Regions from separate parts of the Rattus norvegicus genome. Here region 2 is linked to region 1. The links are chromatin contacts, called in public Hi-C maps. All regions are on one chromosome and are shown on one strand. The core of a region is the stretch at or near the end of the contact, and the rest is flanking DNA. Distances in the headings are between cores, read along the strand shown. Region 1 has its middle 350 kb from the start of Nectin3. Region 2 holds the start of Nectin3 (nectin cell adhesion molecule 3).

Region 1 (2,700 bases), core at 83-2,582:
AGTTCTAGATAGCTGCAAATCATAGGTACTGGAATTAAACATTAACAAGAAGAAAAAAATAGCCTGATTCATTCTATGAACCAAACACAGCTCATAGTAAAACTACTAAAATGAACTTAGGACATATTCAACATATGACAAGCTTTGATGCATGTTTTCTTAATTTTTATTTATAATATCCACTCTTGGCACCTCCATTTTAATTTCTGTTGTGGAATTAGGTTAGCAAAGAGAAAGTAGCAAAGCTACCATGCTCGCTGTAAATTATGACGATCGCATTTAGCTATGATGCAATGCAATGCATCAGAATGACCCCTGCAGTTCAAGGTCTATATCAAAGCGTGTCAAAGGACAAGCATGGGTGACACTCAGTCCTTAGATCCCATTCAGTTTTTAAAAAGAGTTGTGTTCTTGTCTATGTCTCTCCTGTGGAAGCATTCCGTTATTTTCTTCTTGTCTCCGTAGTTTCCTCTGGTTCACGCTTTTTATAGTTTCATAAAGCATAAATATTTTTTGTAACCCTCTCATCTTGTCCCCAGTAAATGGACTTTTTGTACGGGATATTGAAATTCCCAAATTCTCTTCTACTATAGCCCCACATCCCTCATAAAGTACTTTTTCTGACAGGAAAATCTCTCCCTTTAAGCATCTTTTATTATTTGTATTGCTTGGCCACCTGCCCTTTATCAAATGACAGAGAATGAAATCACACTCCCCTAGAAGCTTCTCTTTCAGAGGTGGTTTATAAAGTACAGTCGAAGTAGATCTGGCCCAAGGTGAGATTTTTAAATCAATCTTCTCTCCGGCTTCTCTCTGCAATGATGGTCCAGATCCTCAGCTGCACCCCCAGCCCACAGGCATATTTTCACGTGCGCTAAAATACATGCAACGGAGAGATGTGATAGGAAGATGCTTAAGAGCTGTGAGATAAACATGATAGACTAGAGCCTGAAGGGCCTTCCGCTGCCTTGTCTTGGGAACTATCTACAACAAAAGGTAAGAACCTCTTATCAGGACGGCAGATACAGTACTTGATCAGTTTACCCTTGGTCTTGATGTTCCCAGGACTACATAGAATGAGGGGTGTTAATATTCCCCTCAAATCTCTAAGGAAAGATGTGTGGCTGATGAAAGAGTAATGCTGCTGCAGCAAATGCAGCCACTTGCAAACACTGGGCTATAGCAAAAACAGCATTTATTTCATTCCTTTCCTACAATGTGGCAGAATCTGCCAGGAGTTTTTTTCTGCCGTTTGAATAGAGGTCAGCTGGGCAGCACCAATGCTGGATGCTGGAATTTAAAGTCTTTCTTTGCACAGTTAGCAATCAATGTGGAATGTAGATGAAAATAATACATGGTGCTGGTGGTTGGAACACCTCCACGCTCTGTCTGTATGGCTGGTGCTTTCTCAGAAGATTGCGGCTGGCTTCTGAGTAAAAGGGCCCTATGGGAGAGCCAGAAGAAACCAGCATCCACGTCACATTTTTCTCTTAATATATTGCTTGGAACAACTAGCTAGAAGACTGCTAAAGTTCAAAGAAGGAGAAAGAGAATTAGTTCATAAGGGGTGTGTGTGTGTGTGTGTGTGTGTGTTTTAGGGTAGAGAGGATATATTACCAAAAGCAATGATATGGCCAGTTTATGCAAATAAAATTGTTCAAAGGACTCCAGGTCTTGCAGGAGTCCTGGGAACATTAGGGTTAAGGACTGATGAGGACACAGGTGATGTAGCTCTTTAATGTAGTGGTCCTAGTAGAAGTGTGTCTCCCTCACCCATTATATCGAAGGGAAGAAGCCAGGTTAGAAAACAGGAAAGGAAGAATGCCATATTCAAATCTTCTAGCACTCTAGGAATCCTCGGAATGTTGGAGGCATTTATGAGAGAGATGGCTGTTTTCCATTATAATTTCTGGAGCAGGCCAAATTTGAGTTCACCTGCTTCTAGGCTGGTAAGGCTAATGGCAAAGCAGGGTAAGAAAAGTGTCCAAAAATCACAAAAATAACTTCAATCACTGGAGGTCTCTTTCTCTCTCATAACAATGTAGAATTGCTTTTCTTCTTAAATGTATCTTTAGATAGAATCCTTTTTGATATTCCTTTAAAATATTAAAATGTATCAAATCATTTATTTCCTTTATTACAATTATATAGAAATTCAACACCTTTAATGTTTTATCTTATGCTACTATTTTGTGTTATGAATATATTCTTATTTTGGTGTTTATCTATTCATATAGATGTTATGTCTTCTGTTAACCAGTTCACTTCCCAAAAGACATTACTTTCATTGTCATGACCTAACTAACAGCATTACTGCAAGACAAGAGATTCCTGCTGCCCCTACTGGCTCATAATATGTCCTTTTATTCCTAATTGATTCACTACTACATCGTTTCTTCCTTAGGGACTTGAGACACTTCAGGACACCAGAGGAGGCTGGAAACTCTTGGTGAAGTTGAACCTAACTCATCTTCTTATTTTTCAGCCATGTAAGGGTATCCTTGATAAGTTTAATAGATTAGTAACACTTAATAGTGATATGATCAAACAGTTAAAGTAAGCACAATGGTGCATGGATTTAACCCCAGAACTCAGGAGTAGAAGCAGGCAAACCTCTGTGAATTTGAAGCCAGCCTCATCTAGATTGTTAATGCCAGCCCAGCCAAGACCACGTATGAGGATTTGTCTCAAAAAAAAATT
Region 2 (2,716 bases), core at 1-2,500, 350 kb before region 1:
CAGTGCCGTCCACTGATTATCACGTCCACTTCTCTGGCATGAAAAGCAAATTTATCAATTTTTTCATCTTCCTTAAGAAGTGGGTCTCTAAACTAGTCTCAGATTCCGGGAAGAGAACTTACAAAGAGATTAGCTCCTAAACCTGGAATACAAAAGGCACACGGGAGAAACCTGAGGCTACTTGTTTCAACAGCCAGGGGACAGTAGATGCAATATGTATTCAAAAGGTAAATGTTGAGTCCCTGGAAACAAGGTTTTCTTCTAAAATAACCAGGGGCTGCGTGAAGGACGTCCAACAACTGAAAGGAGGCGTGCAGGTTCCAGCTGGGATCAACCCAAAGATCCAAAGGTTGCCAGGGCACAAATCCTGCTGGAAGGGATGCTACCGCAGGGTGGGTTTTTAAGATGGTGCCTTCTCCCGGAGGCCAAGAGGCGTGGACCCGAAGGCTTCAGCGCGCCGGGCTAGTGTCCACACGGTTTCCGGACTTGGAGCTCAAGTTTCATCGGGGAGAAAGGAGGAGGCGGCAACATACATCCCGGCATCCTAACCTCAGCCCAGAAGTCCGCGCTCTCCGCTTCGGCGCATCAGCTCGGAAGTAACGGTTCCCGGGGCACGCGGGGCTCCGCGCACCGAGCTCCACCGCCAGCCCTGGGGGCCCAGCGCGACGACCCGCGCGGCCTCGGGGACGGGAAGCCAGCGGTCGGCGCCCTGTTCGCTTTCCCTGCCCTTCCCGGGCCTCGCCCGGGGCGCGGCGAAAAGTTTCCAGGCAAAGTCCGCGGTGGCCGCTCGCGCAGCCAACCGCCCGGCACAACCGCCTTGCCTAGCCTCGCCTCGCCTCGCCGCCCGCGCCCGCCCCGCTCTGCCCCTCGCTCGCCCGCTTCACCTACCACAGAGCCGGGAGAAGAGAAGCAGGGGAATGAGCAGCAGCAGCAGCGGCGGCGGCGTCGGGGCCGGCAGCAGGAGTCCGGCCGCGGGAGGAGACGCCGAGGAAAGTTGTGCTTTGCCGCCTCCAGGACACAACAGGGCCGGGCCCGGGGTCCGCGCCATGCCCGCCTTGCCCCGGCCCACCCGCTCGCCCGCGCCCCGGCGCCTCAGGCTCTGGGTGGCGGCGGCGGCGGCGGCCGCGGCGCGGAAGGGCCAGCGCGCGTGTCCTCAACCCCCGGCTCCTGCGCCGTCGCCGCCCGCCGCCACTCGGCCGAGCGCTCGCGGCTGCCTCGACTCCGCCGTCGCCGACGCCACTGCCGAGGCTGAAGCGGGAGCCGCCCGCCGCCGCCGCCGCCGCCACTCCCCTCCCCGCGGTCCCCGCCCGCCGCGAACTCCTGGGAACTCGGAACGCACCACCCCGCCCTGCGGGAGGGGGAGCCGCCGACCCTCACTACCCGGACGAGCCCGCCCTCCCCGCCGCCCGGCTGCCCGGACGCCTAGACACCCCGCCGAGTCTCCTCCCACCCTCTCTCCCCACACGCTCCTCCCACTTCAAAAAAAAAAAAAAAGAAAGAAAAAAAACTTCATCCACTTGGAAAACCGGGCTTCTCCCGAGGCTAAGCAATCTGGACCAGGAAAGGCGGCCCCGCCCCTCGGCCCCGCCTCGTCTCTCCCCTCGCCAGCGCTTGAGATGGTCTCGCCCACTCCGCCCCTCGCGGGGCCGGGGCCGCCGGGGCACACCGAGGCGCTCTGAGGCGGAGGGCTGCGGGACTCCCAGTCCTGCCTTTCTCTCCTCCTGAGTGTGGCGGTTCCCCAGCGGGACGGGGAACAACCGGGAACGGGGGAGGAGGGAGTTCGGGGAAGGCAAGGTGCGGAACCCACTCTCCGCTGGTCCGTGCGGGAGGTGCTTAATTTGGGAAGCTGGATGCCGCGGGGCTGGACCAGCCTTCTCCCTCCTCACCCAGGCGTGGGGACTGAAAGGAGAATCTCCACTCCTCCTTCCTCCCCAGGGGCATCCTGCCTCGCTGTCCTGGCCGCGCGTTGGCCCAGGCGTTTAACCTTCCTTTTTTTCTCTGGGAGGGATGCTTGTTGGAGAGGTCAGCGAATCTGCCTGAGGACAGGAAGGGCCCCGGAAGGTTTGCTCTTTAGCTTTTGCTTCTCTTGGGCTGCCTTGCCTGGTTGTCCACTTTCTGCGCCAGGCGACCGGCAACAGGAGGCCATGGATTTCTCCCACTGCGAGGGCTTCGAGTGTGGTCTTGTTTTCTCTTTGATCGTTCGCATGTTCGCACGTGTAATTTTATTTTCTCGCTTGTTTCTCTTTGAATTAGTCTCCGAAAAGTGACCTCGGGAAGTATTAGACATTTACCCTTAAAAGAGGAGCGCCTGTGATTCACCATAACCCTCCCTCAACCCCCAAAAGCTTGTCTGCCCTGCCCTCCTCATATACCCGCCCGGCACAGCCAGAGTGACTTGACCTTGAAGCCCCAGTAACTGTAGTGGGAAGGAGATGGATGAACAGTTTGGGCTATCTGCGGGGGAGGTGGAAGCGGAGGACACTCTCCTAAGGCTGGACACCATTAATTTTATGTTGGTCCTAACATCTCCACCAGATAGCTATAGATGTGCTCCAATAAGAATACCATCAGCCACCCAGAGAGAAGCCTGTGGCAGCTAAAGTTAAGCTTGCCTGGTGCCCAAGACAACGCTGTGCTCAAGACTTTGAATTACTAGGATCTCCTCGTCTCAACACTGATTTATGATGTTTTACTCACCTCCGTAGCATTCTATCCA

Evidence for each region. A called contact is a pair of places that touch in the nucleus more often than the background predicts.
Region 2: a Hi-C map of the A7r5 cell line shows a contact between it and region 1, with 5 times the contacts expected there. The contact joins the promoter of Nectin3 here to the enhancer-like site in region 1. A contact is called at or near these places in 3 of 12 Hi-C or Micro-C datasets (the A7r5 cell line, kidney and liver).

Annotation. Positions count from the first base shown.
Region 1 is chr11:67,471,478-67,474,177 of GRCr8, reverse strand. No RefSeq gene overlaps it. Among named protein-coding and RNA genes, the nearest start is that of Nectin3, 350 kb to the left of the region's middle. Within about 2 kb of position 1,332, at least 5 of the 93 cell types and tissues checked have an H3K27ac peak or open chromatin away from gene starts, as enhancers often do. A contact at or near this core is called in the A7r5 cell line, where this site is marked.
Region 2 is chr11:67,825,478-67,828,193 of GRCr8, reverse strand. Nectin3 (nectin cell adhesion molecule 3) reads right to left here and starts at 1,250. Exons shown (of 6, transcript NM_001399228.1): 1 at 889-1,250. The coding sequence starts at 1,048.